Regions from separate parts of the Mus musculus genome. Here region 1 is linked to region 2. The links are chromatin contacts, called in public Hi-C maps. All regions are on one chromosome and are shown on one strand. Each heading gives the region's core, a stretch centred on a gene start, on an enhancer-like site or on the middle of the called end of the contact. The rest is flanking DNA. Distances are from core to core; before and after follow the strand shown. Region 1 overlaps Pgap4 (post-GPI attachment to proteins GalNAc transferase 4). Region 2 holds the start of Cavin4 (caveolae associated 4).

Region 1 (6,585 bases), core at 3,560-6,059, 920 kb after region 2:
AACGTCACTGTGTAATTTTCTAATATCATTTGCAACCCACAGAAACATTATATAAAAGAAAATGATTCCCAACAAAAGCATCTTTGGAGAAATATCTGAAAACTCAAAAGCAAATGATGAAGTTACCAAAAAGAACCAAGGAACAGATGCCGTAAGTAGGAACAGGATAGCTTTAAGCTGTCGAAAAAGATGACAGCAGAGATGCTGTGTGAGGCGCTCTCTCCACAGTCATACACACACTTCTGTGTCCTACACTCTTACATCATACGTCTCTTCTATAGGCCCCACTGCCATGCAATCTGCGGAATCAGAGAATGCAAAGGACTGTCCACGTTCTGCAAAAATAATTAACTTGCTACAACCTGTTCTCAGACCTGATTCTATCTGAACTCTGCACACACTGGCTTTGCGTCCTGCTATCCTCAAACTCGAAGGAACTGGCTTTCTTTCAGGTCCTTGAAAAGTCTATAGTAGTTGTTATTTCAAGACCACTGCATTGTCTGCAAAGCTTTTCCCTTGGCTACCATCTTCCCATATATTTAATGTAAGTTCAATTTAAACCCACCCCGTCACTTCCTGGTCAATGTATCATACAACCCACTTCCTGCATGTTTCTTAGTCACTGCTGGAAATTCTTGTTTGCTGTCTCAGTTTCTGCCTTCATCTTCTCCCAGAGTATATGATGCCTATCAGGGGGTCTTCTGTGTTTTAGGCATGGCTTTGTCTTATCTGATACCTAGGAGAGGAATGGAAAACAAACAAACAATTCAGAGTAAAGGGATCCACAATGGAACAACCTCAAAGAAGGTGTGGATTTGACAAAGAAAAATGGGACTAAAGAAGAAAGTTAGGGAGAGGCGAAAACGGTAGGAGTGGGAGGTGGTTACGGTGAACACCTTTGCGTAACTTTTAGATGCCCCCTCCCTCTGCAGAGGGGGATTGTAAGGAGGGCCTTTTGTACACAGCTACTTTTCGATTTGCTGTTACAGTTTTGTTTTCAGTGTGCTGAAGGCACCAGTCCTTAAGATTTCTCTCTTGGGCTGTAGGTTTTTGTACATCTTCCTGGGGTTTCAGTGAGAATCTCTTATAATCACTGTCTCTGGGGGCTCTACAGCCTGCTTAGAGCTGCCTGGACAAGCCAAGAAAGAGCGAACGCTGTACCAGGTTTATTAGTGAGGACTGAGATGGTTGGGTAAGCCCACTTTATCTGAAACCAATATAAGCTCTAGCATTGCTCAGGACTAAGGTTGCTGACTAGCAAGCGCTGTTCTCCAGTTTGTGTTGATGCTGCATAATGTAAATGTGTACGTATGGTAACGGTGATGGGGATGCTGTTTGACACATAAGAAAAATGCATACATAAAGAGAATGACAGAGTTGGAGAGATGGCTCAGAGAGGACCTGAGTTTGATTCCAATACCAGGTCAGGTAGTTCACAAGGACCTGTAAGCCCAGTGCCAGGGGATCTTCTGGACCCAAAGCCTCTAGCTTCCATGGATATGTATGTATGTGTGCATGCACGTGCACATTCAAAAAGAGTCATCTTTTAAAAACTTAAAAAGAGAATGATAAACTAAGCTTAGTACCTGTCTATAATCCCAGCACTTAGAAGGTAAAGTCCTGGGCAACATATCAACAACCTGTATAAAATTCAAAGAATTAAAAAAAAAATAGGTGACAGAATTCTCTTGAGGAAGCCGTAGTAGAACCAGTAGCTTCATTTTAACTGGTGTACTAATGCGCGCACACACTCAGTGGCTTCTTGAGCCTCATGATGCTAATTTAAATTCTGGAAGATGCGCAAGACTACTGGAGATTTTCACTGCCCCCCATAACCTGTGCCTGTCTTAGGGACTGAGAACCTCAGCTCTCCTACAGCCCTTAAGCCCTTAAGCTCAGCACTTAAACGAGCCTTTAGCCCTGGCATAAGGCTCTTAGCTGCCTTCTCCACTTCTCAGACCGGCTTAACATCTCTGGGTCTGAACTTGTTCACCCGGAGAGCAAGTGTAACCAATCATTCTCCCTCAATGCTTGCGAACACTCTGGGAATTTAACAGCAAACAAAATGTGACATCCAAACTGGGCAACGGCTTAAATCCTAATATAATTATCCATCCTCAGGAAGAGAGTTGCCGGCTGCGAATTTACTATCTGGGAACATTTGCTGTAAGACTCAAGAGAAGGAAGTTTCAGAAGTTAGTCCTGGAATCATTCCAACAGGAGTCTTGGCTAATTTCCAGAATGAACAACTGGTTTGGTTTTGTTTGTTTCTTTGTTTCTTTTTTTATTGGAGGTGGGGCTAGATGTAAGCTGAACTGTAAATAATTAGAAACCACAATGAAAAACCAGTCACTGTTTTTAGCAGTGGTTGGGCTCAAACAGCTACTATTCAGTTGAAAGCCACACGCCCTAAGTCCCCATTAAACACAAATATCTTACTAAAATGTACAAACGTGGGCTAGGTAGATGGCTCAGTTGATACAGTGCGTGCCACAGAAGGGTGAGGATCTGAGCTTGTTCCCCAGCAGGCAGGCAGAGTGCCACATATCTGCAACCGTGTAGCAGGGAAGCGGAGGCAGGGGATTCTCTGGAGTTTGCTGCTTAGCCAGTCGAGCACAAACTGGTGAATGATGCGTTCAGTGAGGCCCCCTGTCAGCAGAGAACAACTGAGAAAGACACCAGATGTCAACCTCTGACCTCCGTAATAACCTACAGATACAGGAACGTATTTCCACACACATAAACATGCCTCCTCCCACATACAATTAAAATATTTTAGATATAAAAATCTCTCAAGCGTGTCTCCCTGAAGCCATGAATATACAAGTCAGGAGGTTTTTCACTTCCCAGGCCATACTTGGTCTTCTATGCTACACTGTCACCAGTAAAAAATGGAATGAGGGTGAAGCTTCAGGTCACAAATGTAGGGAGAAGGCTACGCTCCTAGTATGGAGGTCATTCTTCTGTCTCCTTCTGAAATATCCACCTGCCAAGGAATCACACTATCACAGAAATGTTCTGCATTAGCTGTGTATTTAACAGAAGCAACCCGACTTGGGTTATTCAGAAAGCGCACGGAGATTCTGCTGTGCTTAAAGCCTTCATCCATAGCATTTACTCTGAATACACAACAGGTACTGGGAAAAGAAGTCACTGTATCTCAGAAGAGCCAGATCACCACCTCCAAGACAACTGACACAGAACAACTTTGACACTTTTATTACACCAGGCCAAGGAAAACAAATAGAATATGGCAACATGGTCCTGCCTTCTTTGGGCATAGATTCTCAGCACACATCCGCTCTTGAACCGTGGGAAAGGAATTTGTTCAAAAGCGTCTGACTGTTCACCATACTCTACCCTTAAAATCCTAATTCAAGTCTCGCAGCACAGTGCACAAGATTTTTGGCAGTCCTGGGCTCTGTCACGAGCCAGAACTTGCAGACACAGAGAAGATAACTACCACTGACTTTCATCCTCACGGAGAGAGGCAGACTGCATGAGGCAGTGTGGCTGTGTAGAGGGAGAGAGATCCAACTTGTGGCAAACTCCTGCTTCTTCTGGAGGTTTCCCAGTCAGGGCTTTTCACTCGATGCATTCCTCCCCTGTCCCAGTGCCTGCAACACCTAGCAACATTGACCAATGAAATATCTGCAAGCAACCACATCTAAATAAAGAATCCAGTGTGTGCCTCTCCCAGAGAAATAGCTAATAGCAGAAAAGCATTTCTTGGCACTCCTACAGTAGGCTGGGATGAAAATTGTACCGTAGGCTGGAGAAGAGCCCAATGTGTTTCACAAGGTTGGGCTCCACCACATAGGCCCTCTCCCCCTTGGCTCTCAGCAGAGAGTACAGTGCCATGTCTTTGCCAAAGCCCTTGTGGCAGTACACCTGGGACAGGTAGGTGAGGGTCCTGCGGGCAGCAGGGGCAGGGAAGAGCATAGCCGGGGTACAACACTGAGAGGCAGGAACCACACTGTACAAGGAGGGACTCAGGCGCCGCAGTTCCAGAAAATAGTGTCGGCCCACCAGTTCCACCAGCCCCATGCTGTAGAGACAGAAGAAAAGCATGACAGGCCAGCTGAAGCCTGGGCGGCAGGCAAACCTCATGTAGATCCAGGTTAGCACAGGCCCCAGCAGCATGCCCACACCAACCCACTCCAGGATCCGCATAGGCTCTGGGTTGATGTAGTGCTGTAGCCTCTCTGGGTGATAGAGCTTTAGATACAGGGCATCTTGGAGGTGTGGCTCAGAGAAGCGAGCACGCAGGAGGTGCTCCAATACTGGGAAGATCTGTTCTTCTGGAATAGCATCATCCTCCACCATCAGGACATAGTCTGGATTGTAGGTTTGCAGCGATGACTCCAGGCAATACACATAGTCTTGCTTCTCTTTCTCAAATGAGTTAGTGGAAGGGTCATCACCGTAATCGTCTTCGGTGCCCTCGTAGCGGTTGGCCACAGGGACGTACTTAGAGAGCAGCTTAGCATCAAAATGGCTCACACTCCGTTCCACATTGCACAGGAAGAGCTGGTGCCCTTCACACTGGGGGCCGCACTGCTGCAGAAGCCGATGGAACTGGGATACTACCTGTAAGACATAATGAAAGCCAGGCTGCCTATCCACAGTGATTATGGTAATCACCAGCCAGGGGCGGGGAGTGGCCTGCCAGACGATGGGCACAGACCCATTGGCAGAGGGCAGCTCTTCAAAGTAGTGAAGGGCAGCTTCCCCCTCCTTCAGGCTCTGCTGCAGGAAGTCCTGGCTCATCTGGTTTAGATGCCAATGACGCAGATAGAAATATGAGTGGAGGAGCCGGTGGCAGGCCAGCGGGGCCAGTAAGCCAAATGTCACCACGGTTAGAATGAAGAGCTGCACAGCTGTGCTGCCCCAGGAGAGTCGCCGAAGCCTCCGGAGAAGCATGGCAGCTGGAGAGGTTGACGTGGTCATGGTGTCAACTTTTGGTCATGTCTGGTCCCAAGAACAAACCATCCTGGATCTCAGGGCAGTAGCATGAAGTCAAACCTAAGGAGAAAAGGTAGAGTCAGAACACAATACTTCAAAAACTTCCAACACTGCAGCCCAGCACACACCGAATCAGAAGTCCCAGTTCAAGGTCTTGTAGCCACTAGAGACTTGAAAAGAATTTTCTGCACTGATTGTTTTCTTGCATTCTGTCCACCAGTGAAGTGAGCCTTGCCAATGCTCACCCTGTTTATGATTAGAGGTAGCCAGTGCATTCAACCAACTCTCCATGCCTAAGGATGTGACATTAACTTCACAGTGTGTCATAAAATAACCAGCAGTTGGTAAAACTATTATTTTGATTCACTTGCTACAAAGACATGGGTGTTAACACAGGGCCACAAAACAAAAACCAACCAAATGAAAAAAACCCAAGGCTCCACACAGAAGACATAGAGTTTGAGTAAGCTGCAGCATAAATGCACAGTACTTGACCGCGTGATTTCTGAGATCCTTTTCTGCATATGCCAACGGTGTGGGAGGGAGGGAATAGTTGGTGGTGCTTGTTAGTTAATGTCATCTTTGATTTCTCTAATCTCATTTAGTCTAATCATTTAATTCTGATTGTCCTCCTAATTTATTTTGATAGTACTATCATTAGAACCAGTAGGAATTAGTATCTTCCTTATGCAAGCAAACTGTGGACTAACAGCCTGGTCCAGGAAGGAATGTCTTGGGACATGATGCCTCAGAAAATGAGTGTAAGGTGTGAACTCCAGATCTACTCCTTGGTTGGTAGGAAGTCACTTCACCTCTCCATGTCCTGGATTCTTCGGCTCTAAAATAAAATAATCTGTTTTGTGGTTTTATTACAGGTATTAAGAAATACGCCAGAGAGAAAAGTTACACAGGATAAAAATGTCATTAAAATATGTCCTGTGAAGCTAGAGTCTTGCTTTGCAAACAGAGAACCCCAATTTAAACCCGAAGACCAGCCTCTCCCCCAAAAACCATATATGGAAGCACATCCTTATAATCCGACCACGGGGAGGTGGAGCCAGAGACAAGCAGCTCCCGGAGCTCACTGGCTAGCCAGCTTAGCCTGCTGGTCGAATTCCCTGCCAGTGCAGAGATCCTAGACTAAAAGCAAAGTTAGAGGCTGGAAAAGTAGCATAATAGAAAAGAGTGCTTGCTGTGTAAGCATAATGACCTGAGTTCAAATCCCCAGATCCCACATGAAAGCTGGCCCAGGTGGCATTTGCTTATAATGCCAGTTGTTCCTATGGGGAGACGGGAGGCACAAACAGAATTTCTGAAAGCTTGGAGGCAGCAAGTCTGGTGTGGGCAGCTGTGAAACCATCTCAAACAAGACAGAAGAGAAGGTCTGATATTAACGGTTTGTCTTCTGACCCGTGCAATCCCCCATGGCACATTTGTATACATGAACAGGAAAACACATAAACACACATCAAAAGGGACAAAAGCAAAGTTGACTTGTCTGAGACATTTGAGGTTCATTTTTAGTCTCCACATCCACATGCACACATGTACATGTATACCCACTCAATCTGCATGTGTGCATGCACACATGTATATGCACACCTACACAAACTGCGCATG
Region 2 (7,208 bases), core at 1,155-3,654:
TGGATATGATCCCAGCCCTGTCTGCATCAGACTATATTTATAAGGATTAGTGAAAGAAAATCCACTGAAACCATCAGAAACATTGTCGTTAAGGCTTTTAAGTTAAGGCAAAGCAGCCCTCTTTGAAACTGAATGCAAACATGGAATATTAGGGCAAATACAGTGGAAATGGTCTTGTAATGAGGCTGTTTCCACACAGGAGCATCGAATTTGCACAGATGGCTACTACCGATACTAACAGTAGGATCCAAACTCAAAGTGGCCAGAATCCACATAAGTGCCTTACTCTGCATTCACACACTCCTTTGCAAGAGCTGATCATGCAGTCTGGTGGGTAGAGAAAGGAATAGTTAACACTGTCTGGAGGTTTGTTCCACATTAGGACCACCTTTACTGAAATGTAAGATCAGGGACCAGGAATCCCTCACCTGTAGGGAGGGGCCCAGTCTCCTGGGCGGTTCTGTGGCATGCCGCAACTAGGTGTACTCCAGCTCTGATTGACTTAGAGGGCTTCCGCGCATCCTGTCTGAGATCATCGGTGTTGTGCTATTGCTCTCCGTCAGAGAAGCTTCCTTGTCGCCTTGGCGCTGTGATAATGCTCAGGAAAAGTAGTGAGGTCAGCATCTTTTCACCTTCACAGCGATCAGTCTCGGGAACTGAGGACTTACCGGGCCAGAGAGGCCGACGTCCCTCTCAGAAATGTGTATCAGCAGTGTGTGACCCCTCCCAACTCCAGCTATAGAGCAAAGAACAACCAGTCATTGTGCCTTGAATTAAGTCTCTTACTTCCTTTTCTAACGGGTGCAGTGTGTGAACTGTGCGTTACTTTGACATAGTTTAAACATCCTTAACTGATTTTGTTTTTTAATATCTGTATTTTCAATGCAACAGGAAATGCCCCAAGAACAATAGAGGGCGGAGGCAGAAGCAGAACCTGGGTCATTTTACTTCAGACACTTCATCCAGAATGGTCTGAGCCGCGGACTTTTATATGCGCACTGACCACGTGATGTACATTTATTATGTCTTTTTTTAAAGAATGGAAATATTTATTTCAGAGGCCTTATTTTTGGACATTTTTAGTGTAGTACTGTTGGCTCGTATTTAGAATATTTAGCTACAACAGTTTTTGACTGTTTAGTAGTCTCTGTTTTATGTTTTTAAATACAGAAATTGGCTTCACGAATTTGTAACACATGGTGATACTACTAAGACTTGTTCTTTATCCATGGAATGTAATATTTTTGCAGAGACGGATGGACCCACTTCACGGTGGTCATAAAGTCATACTTCTTCCCCAGTGACCACAGCAAATGACAAAGCATGAACTAAAGTAAAGATGTTTACAGATTACTTTTCTTACAAAAAAAATCTAGAGGACACTGTGTTTAAATAGATATTTAAATGCTTTTGAGGTTTAGTATCTGATTTTTTTTAGACACTTCCCCTATTGCATGGGCTGCCAAGCTGTGTGTATGTGTTAGATGTCACATATTTATAAGCTGTACAAACTGCAGTTGACTATTTCTCTCCTTGAAGAAATAATCCTAATCATTTTAAAAGGGGCCTGGGAATTAACGGTGGAACAGGTCACTGAAAATAGGTTTAGATATTGTCAAGATAGGGCGTTTAATGAGCAGATTGCAATAAAACCTACAGTATCAGCTAAACTACTTTAATACACATTCATTTTTAAACATTGTATTTGTTTTAATATAAATGTACAAATTATATCAGTGTTTGTGAATACAATGCAGAAATAATTGTTAATGATTGGTGCTCTGAAAGTGAGCTTAAAAATGACCTAAGACCTCTAATTCAAATCTGTCCTGTAGTAGCTCTATTAATAGATCGTTGGTGTTTCAAAGTCTGAACTGTGAGTAGAATGTATCGAGGCGTTTAACATGTAGTTTAGCCAGTCAAAAGTATGCATGTAGAGTTTAAAGACTATGTTTAAACTTAAATATTAATTTTAATAATTTGATTTGGAAAAGCATGTTATAATATAATGTTTTCACTATACGGTCTGCTTTGTGTGCTCATTTATTGTATTATTTGATATTGGTCTGTTAGTACTAATAATAGGAACAATTCATAGGACAAGAAGATTGCAGTTCAGAATTCTCTTTCCTTTTACAAACCACCCCCTGAAATGATCCAAAGAGAAAAACTTAGTTCAGTGTTTGAAGCAACTTGGCTTGCAGGCTCAGTATGAGTAACATAGTGGCTTTAGTGAACTTCTTCTCACAGTTTCCCCCTCCCACCCACACAGACTTATTTGAGGTCCTTAGTCAGTCGGCAAGCATGTTTGGAACCGGCCCCGGTGCTTTGCAAGGGCTCATGTTGCAGGGCAGTCACGTATGGGCACTTGTGTTATAAATACTTGACCACTCTCCAGGGTGCGGTTTTCAACCCTTTAAAGCAGCTCCGTTGCCTGCTTCCTAGCCGACTTTTGGCTCCAGGCGTAGGAACCGGATTGCCATAGGACACCTTCTGCTGAGAAAAAAGTAAAATGGAACACAACGGATCAGCTTCAAATGCTGGTAAAATCCACCAGAATCGGTTGTCAAGTGTGACGGAAGATGAAGACCAAGACGCAGCCCTCACCATTGTGACCGTGCTGGACAGAGTGGCCAGTGTCGTGGACAGTGTGCAGGCAAGCCAGAAGAGAATTGAGGAGAGACACAGAGAAATGGGTAACGCGATAAAGTCTGTCCAAATAGACCTGCTGAAGCTCTCACAGTCACACAGCAATACGGGCTACGTTGTCAACAAGCTGTTTGAGAAGACCCGGAAAGTCAGCGCTCACATTAAGGATGTCAAGGCCCGGGTAGAGAAGCAACAGGTTCGTGTAACCAAAGTCGAAACCAAGCAAGAAGAAATAATGAAGAAAAACAAATTCCGAGTGGTAATCTTCCAGGTAAGCTTGCATTTGGGGCCAGCTCGATGACCATATTCCCTCTCATCCTTTGCCACCGAGTCACAGGGGTGTCCAATGTCACATGTCAGCCATGGTATATGGGAATATACTGAGCTCGCCAAATAGTCACCTTGGGAGAGAGAACCATTCCTAACCAATGCTGCTGTCTCTCGCCCATGGGTCAGGCTTCTTATTAGTCATGGAATGTGAACTGTGGCTTGTGGCTCGGGCTATTTCTTGCCTTTGAAACTCAATACTGTCAGGTTCTTTCAGCATTTGAGTCTTAGTAAACACAGTGACCCAGTAGACTTTAGAATGTTGGAGCCAAAAGGGTCTTAAGAAATCTCAAGTTTGAAGACTGGTTTTGCTACATAAAAGAAGAAACCGGGAGGTTCCAAGGATGCAGTTCGGGAGTAGAACACTTGTTCATGTGGCCGAGGCTTGTGTTTGATTTACAGCAGCCCCCTAAAAGAGAACAGTTTAGGAGCCAGCACCCAGGCAGTCATAGATTTATTCTTACCAAGAACTCAACCAGTAAATCAAAAACTCTGAATATAGTTTGTCCATTGGAATTTTTTTTGTATTATTCACAATAAGAAAAGCTAAGTGTTTCCAAATCAGGCCATTATTTGTGTTAAAAATGTTGACTGGTTTTGTAAGACAGTCCAGCCCATAGTTCATGGTGACCTAACCCTCACTATTTAATAATCCAGGCTGGCCTCAAACTATGGTGGTGATCCTGCCACAGCCGTCCAAGTGCTAGTACTATAGACACTGAGTCCCAACTCCCCATTAAGTTTTATGTCTTAATATTATTCTTACAATAATACAGATATAGAAGTCCATAAATAATTCCTTACTCAATTGGGAAGCCTTTTTCCCCCCCGCTAAGATCCTATAAATGCTCAATATATGTTTTTAAAAGACCCTATGGGAAATACATATATTGTATTATAAAAATACAGTATATTTCTTAAGCTCTTGTAAATTAAATGGACAAGTTGGACTCTTTAGTCACATTAAGAATGAACGATGATAAGAAAAGACAAAGCAGATGACACCAGGGATCTTTGCTTGCCTATTTAAACACTGGCTGGTACAGAACTGTAAATCCAAAGTACAAAGGTTAGGGAAGGCCCGTCTTTCCAGTTCTGCTCTTGGGAGAATCAGTTGGCACATTTTGGGAGACATTTTTGATAGTATGTATTATGAACTTTAAATTTTTCCAAACCTACTGGCCCCGAATTTCCTGTGTGTCAGAGGATTTGTTGTAAGCATAAAGTCAGGAATGTGTGGGAATGTCCATCCATGCATACACACATCTATATACTTTTAAAAGTGGAAGTCAGTGTGCACAGAACCCTAGAAGAGCAGACAACATGAAATACAGAAACAGTGATAGAAACGTCAGGCCTGTAACCTTCACGTTCTCTGTGCATTCGGCAGTGTCCCAGACTCAAGTTACGCTGGAATGGGCGAGAGGTACTTTTGGATTTGTTTTTATCAGTTCACAGGGTATTTAGGGAAAAGATGGGGAATTTCGAAGATAGAAGAGTACACTGGTGTCTTTAAAGTTCTTTCCCATCACCCTTTTCTTATAAGCTCCGAGAGGCCTTTCTCTAGGCTTAAAAATGTCACCTGACTTCAGGTGTCCATTCCAGTACTGGTGCAGATAGTGATGAGCTGGGCATGGGACCAAAGAATAGATCCATTCACCTCCTGGGGCATCAGCCACTGCCTGCTCACCCTCATGTGCATGCTTATGTCAGGAAGAACACTGGGGGCCCCACGTATCAGGGGAACCTATAAGCAAAGCAGTTCCCTCAGGATTCACAGAAGCTGCAGCAAGGAAACAGAAATTTCACCTGGCTCCATCTATCGGTGAAATTCTCTCCCTGACCCCTACAGAAAAGCTGTTTTTCTATTTGTTTCTATTCTCTGTAACTTGCTGGTATTTCCTTCCTGTGTTTGGATTCTATAGTTCCATAAAGAAACTGAGAGATACTAGCTAATCATAAAGCTCTTTTCTTTTAAGACAGACTACCTTGAAGATGATGTGAAACTAAGATGTATAAATTATGCAGGAGTTTGTCAAAACAAAACAAATTGCTACCTTTTAGAAGCCTACAGGGAAAATAGGAAGTTTCATATTGTTGACCTAAGACTGAAATTTCTGTACTTGTTATAGGTTAGAATGTATATAGATATATTTACATGGTTATTTTTAGCAGTTAAGATTAACCTTACTTAATTCTCATCGAAGACTGTCCCTTCTAAACTTATTTGAAACTGAGCTAGGCCGCTTAAATATATCTTCATTTTTTTTTTTTTTTTTTTTTTAAGATTTATTTATTTATTATATGTAAGTACACTGTAGTTGTCTTCAGATACACCGGAAGAGGGCACCAGATCTCATTACGGGTGGTTGTGAGCCACCATGTGGTTGCTGGGATTTGAACTTCGGACCTTCGGAAGAGCAGTCGGGTGCCCTTACCCACTGAGCCATCTCACCAGCCCCCATATATCTTCATTTTTATCTGAGATATTCCTTAAGTTTTCCCAGGCATCTCTTTTGTTGATAATATTTATTGGTGTCTTATCTTCTACAGTTGTATACGTCTAAGCTTTTGGCCAAATTCTGAATGTTGGCATTTAAAGGTTGCCTGACATTCTTACCCAGGTTGTTTCTCTTTGAACACTGGTGATCCCTCTCCCTGTGCGTGGGTGGCATGAGCCACAGCGTAGCTTCTCAATTGCAGTTACTAAGGAAGCACAAGTCTGTGGCTAGAAAGTTTTCAGTCTCCTCTAATGATAAGTTCTGCACTTCTGTGTATCCAAAGTGTTGCTGGCTGTGTTCCTTTGATACTGATTCGCTTCCACTTTTCTCGGATCCTTAGCATTCATTCTGCTGTAACAATGGTCCTTTAGACCAGGTGTGGTGGTGTAAACCTACAGTCCTGTCAGTTGCCAGGCTGAGGCAGGAGGATTGGGAATTCAGATATCCTGTGATTTTTGAGGCATGCCTGAGCTATGTGAGACCCTGTCTCAAAAACAATAAAAAGCTAGTTTTACCTGGACTTTGATATAGACATGTGATTGTATTCAGAAGTCAACTGTAATTTACCCCATCAACCTTCTGTCGTTAGCACTGTGTGCTTGCCCTTAACTCACAGTGGTCCCAGCTCCTGGGGGCTGTGTTAGATTCCCCGGCAAGGTCTTTCCCTACCTTTGTCTCTGTTTGCTTGATTTTGTACTGTCGGCTCTGTGTTTGAAGAGAAGGATGTGTGATACTCCAGTTTCCCCGTGTCTTACGCCTCCACTGCAGGCTTCTGGGGATCTCTGTCTACCAAGTAATACCCTGATGCCCTTTGGCTCTTTCCTTTTCTAATTATACCTTCTTAGGCTCGCCCAGCCCACACTTTTGCTGAGGCGGCTCCCCACAACAGGTGTCAGGAAGGGAGAGGAATAACTTGCCTGCCTCTAACTGATTCATCAGAGAGTCATTAGACGCCCACCTCTGCCTCTTTTGTCCAGGAGAGGCAGGGCTCATGAGCATTCTGATCCTGTAGCCAACAAGGCCATTTCAGTGAAGGAATTAGATTCTAAGGATGTCTTCTTGACTATCAAGCTGGTCATGTCTTAGAGTGTGTGCAAACATCCTTCTTGTGTATTTATTCAATCTGTTGAGTGGAATCAACCTGAATTTCAAACGTCTCATTTAGAAAATTTAACTCATGGTCCAGTTTTTAAAAATGTCATAATTCTTTGAGGCCAGCCTGGTCTACAGAGTGAGTTCCAGGATAGCCAGGGCTACACAGAGAAACCATGTCTAGAAAAAAAAACAAGAAAAAAAAAGTCATAATTCACCGGGCAGTGGTTGCACGCCTTTAATCCTAGGCAGAGGCAGGTGGATTTATGAGTTCTAGGCCAGCCTGGTCTACAAAGTGAGTTCCAGGATAGCCAGGGCTACACAGAGATACCCTGTCTCAAAAAAAAAAAAAATCGTAATTCCTGAAGTTTTTGCCTGTTGTGTTTTAGAAATAACCTCTAAATGGCACACCAGTTTCTTTCACCTGTGCCCTGTGCTGGCCTGTCTCTAGCTGGTTCTCTTCTGACACACTTGGCAGAGTCTGTTCTTCTCTTAAGTGGCTTTGCCCTTCACCCCTCCCCCGCCCTACTGTGTAATTCAGGCTGGTGTTGATCTTGTGGTCCTCCTCCCGAGTCCTCCTAAGAACTGGGGCTATGGTCATGGACCACTGTGGCAGCCAAATAAAGCTTTTAAGATGAC

Evidence for each region. A called contact is a pair of places that touch in the nucleus more often than the background predicts.
Region 1: a Hi-C map of myocytes shows a contact between it and region 2, with 2.8 times the contacts expected there. The contact joins the enhancer-like site here to the promoter of Cavin4 in region 2. A contact is called at or near these places in 2 of 39 promoter capture datasets (hippocampal neurons and stem cell-derived epiblast-like cells) and 1 of 484 Hi-C or Micro-C datasets (myocytes).

The regions. Positions count from the first base shown.
Region 1 is chr4:49,582,217-49,588,801 of GRCm38.p6, forward strand. Pgap4 (post-GPI attachment to proteins GalNAc transferase 4) reads right to left here. Exons shown (of 2, transcript NM_025944.4): 2 at 2,290-5,025. The coding sequence starts at 4,950. The coding sequence ends at 3,739. Among named protein-coding and RNA genes, the nearest start is that of Gm33106, 10 kb to the right of the region's middle. Within about 2 kb of position 4,810, at least 9 of the 459 cell types and tissues checked have an H3K27ac peak or open chromatin away from gene starts, as enhancers often do. A contact at or near this core is called in myocytes, where this site is marked.
Region 2 is chr4:48,661,110-48,668,317 of GRCm38.p6, forward strand. Cavin4 (caveolae associated 4) reads left to right here and starts at 2,405. Exons shown (of 2, transcript NM_026509.3): 1 at 2,405-2,920. The coding sequence starts at 2,513. It overlaps Tmeff1 (transmembrane protein with EGF-like and two follistatin-like domains 1), which reads left to right. Exons shown (of 10, transcript NM_001356272.1): 10 at 892-2,022. The coding sequence ends at 976.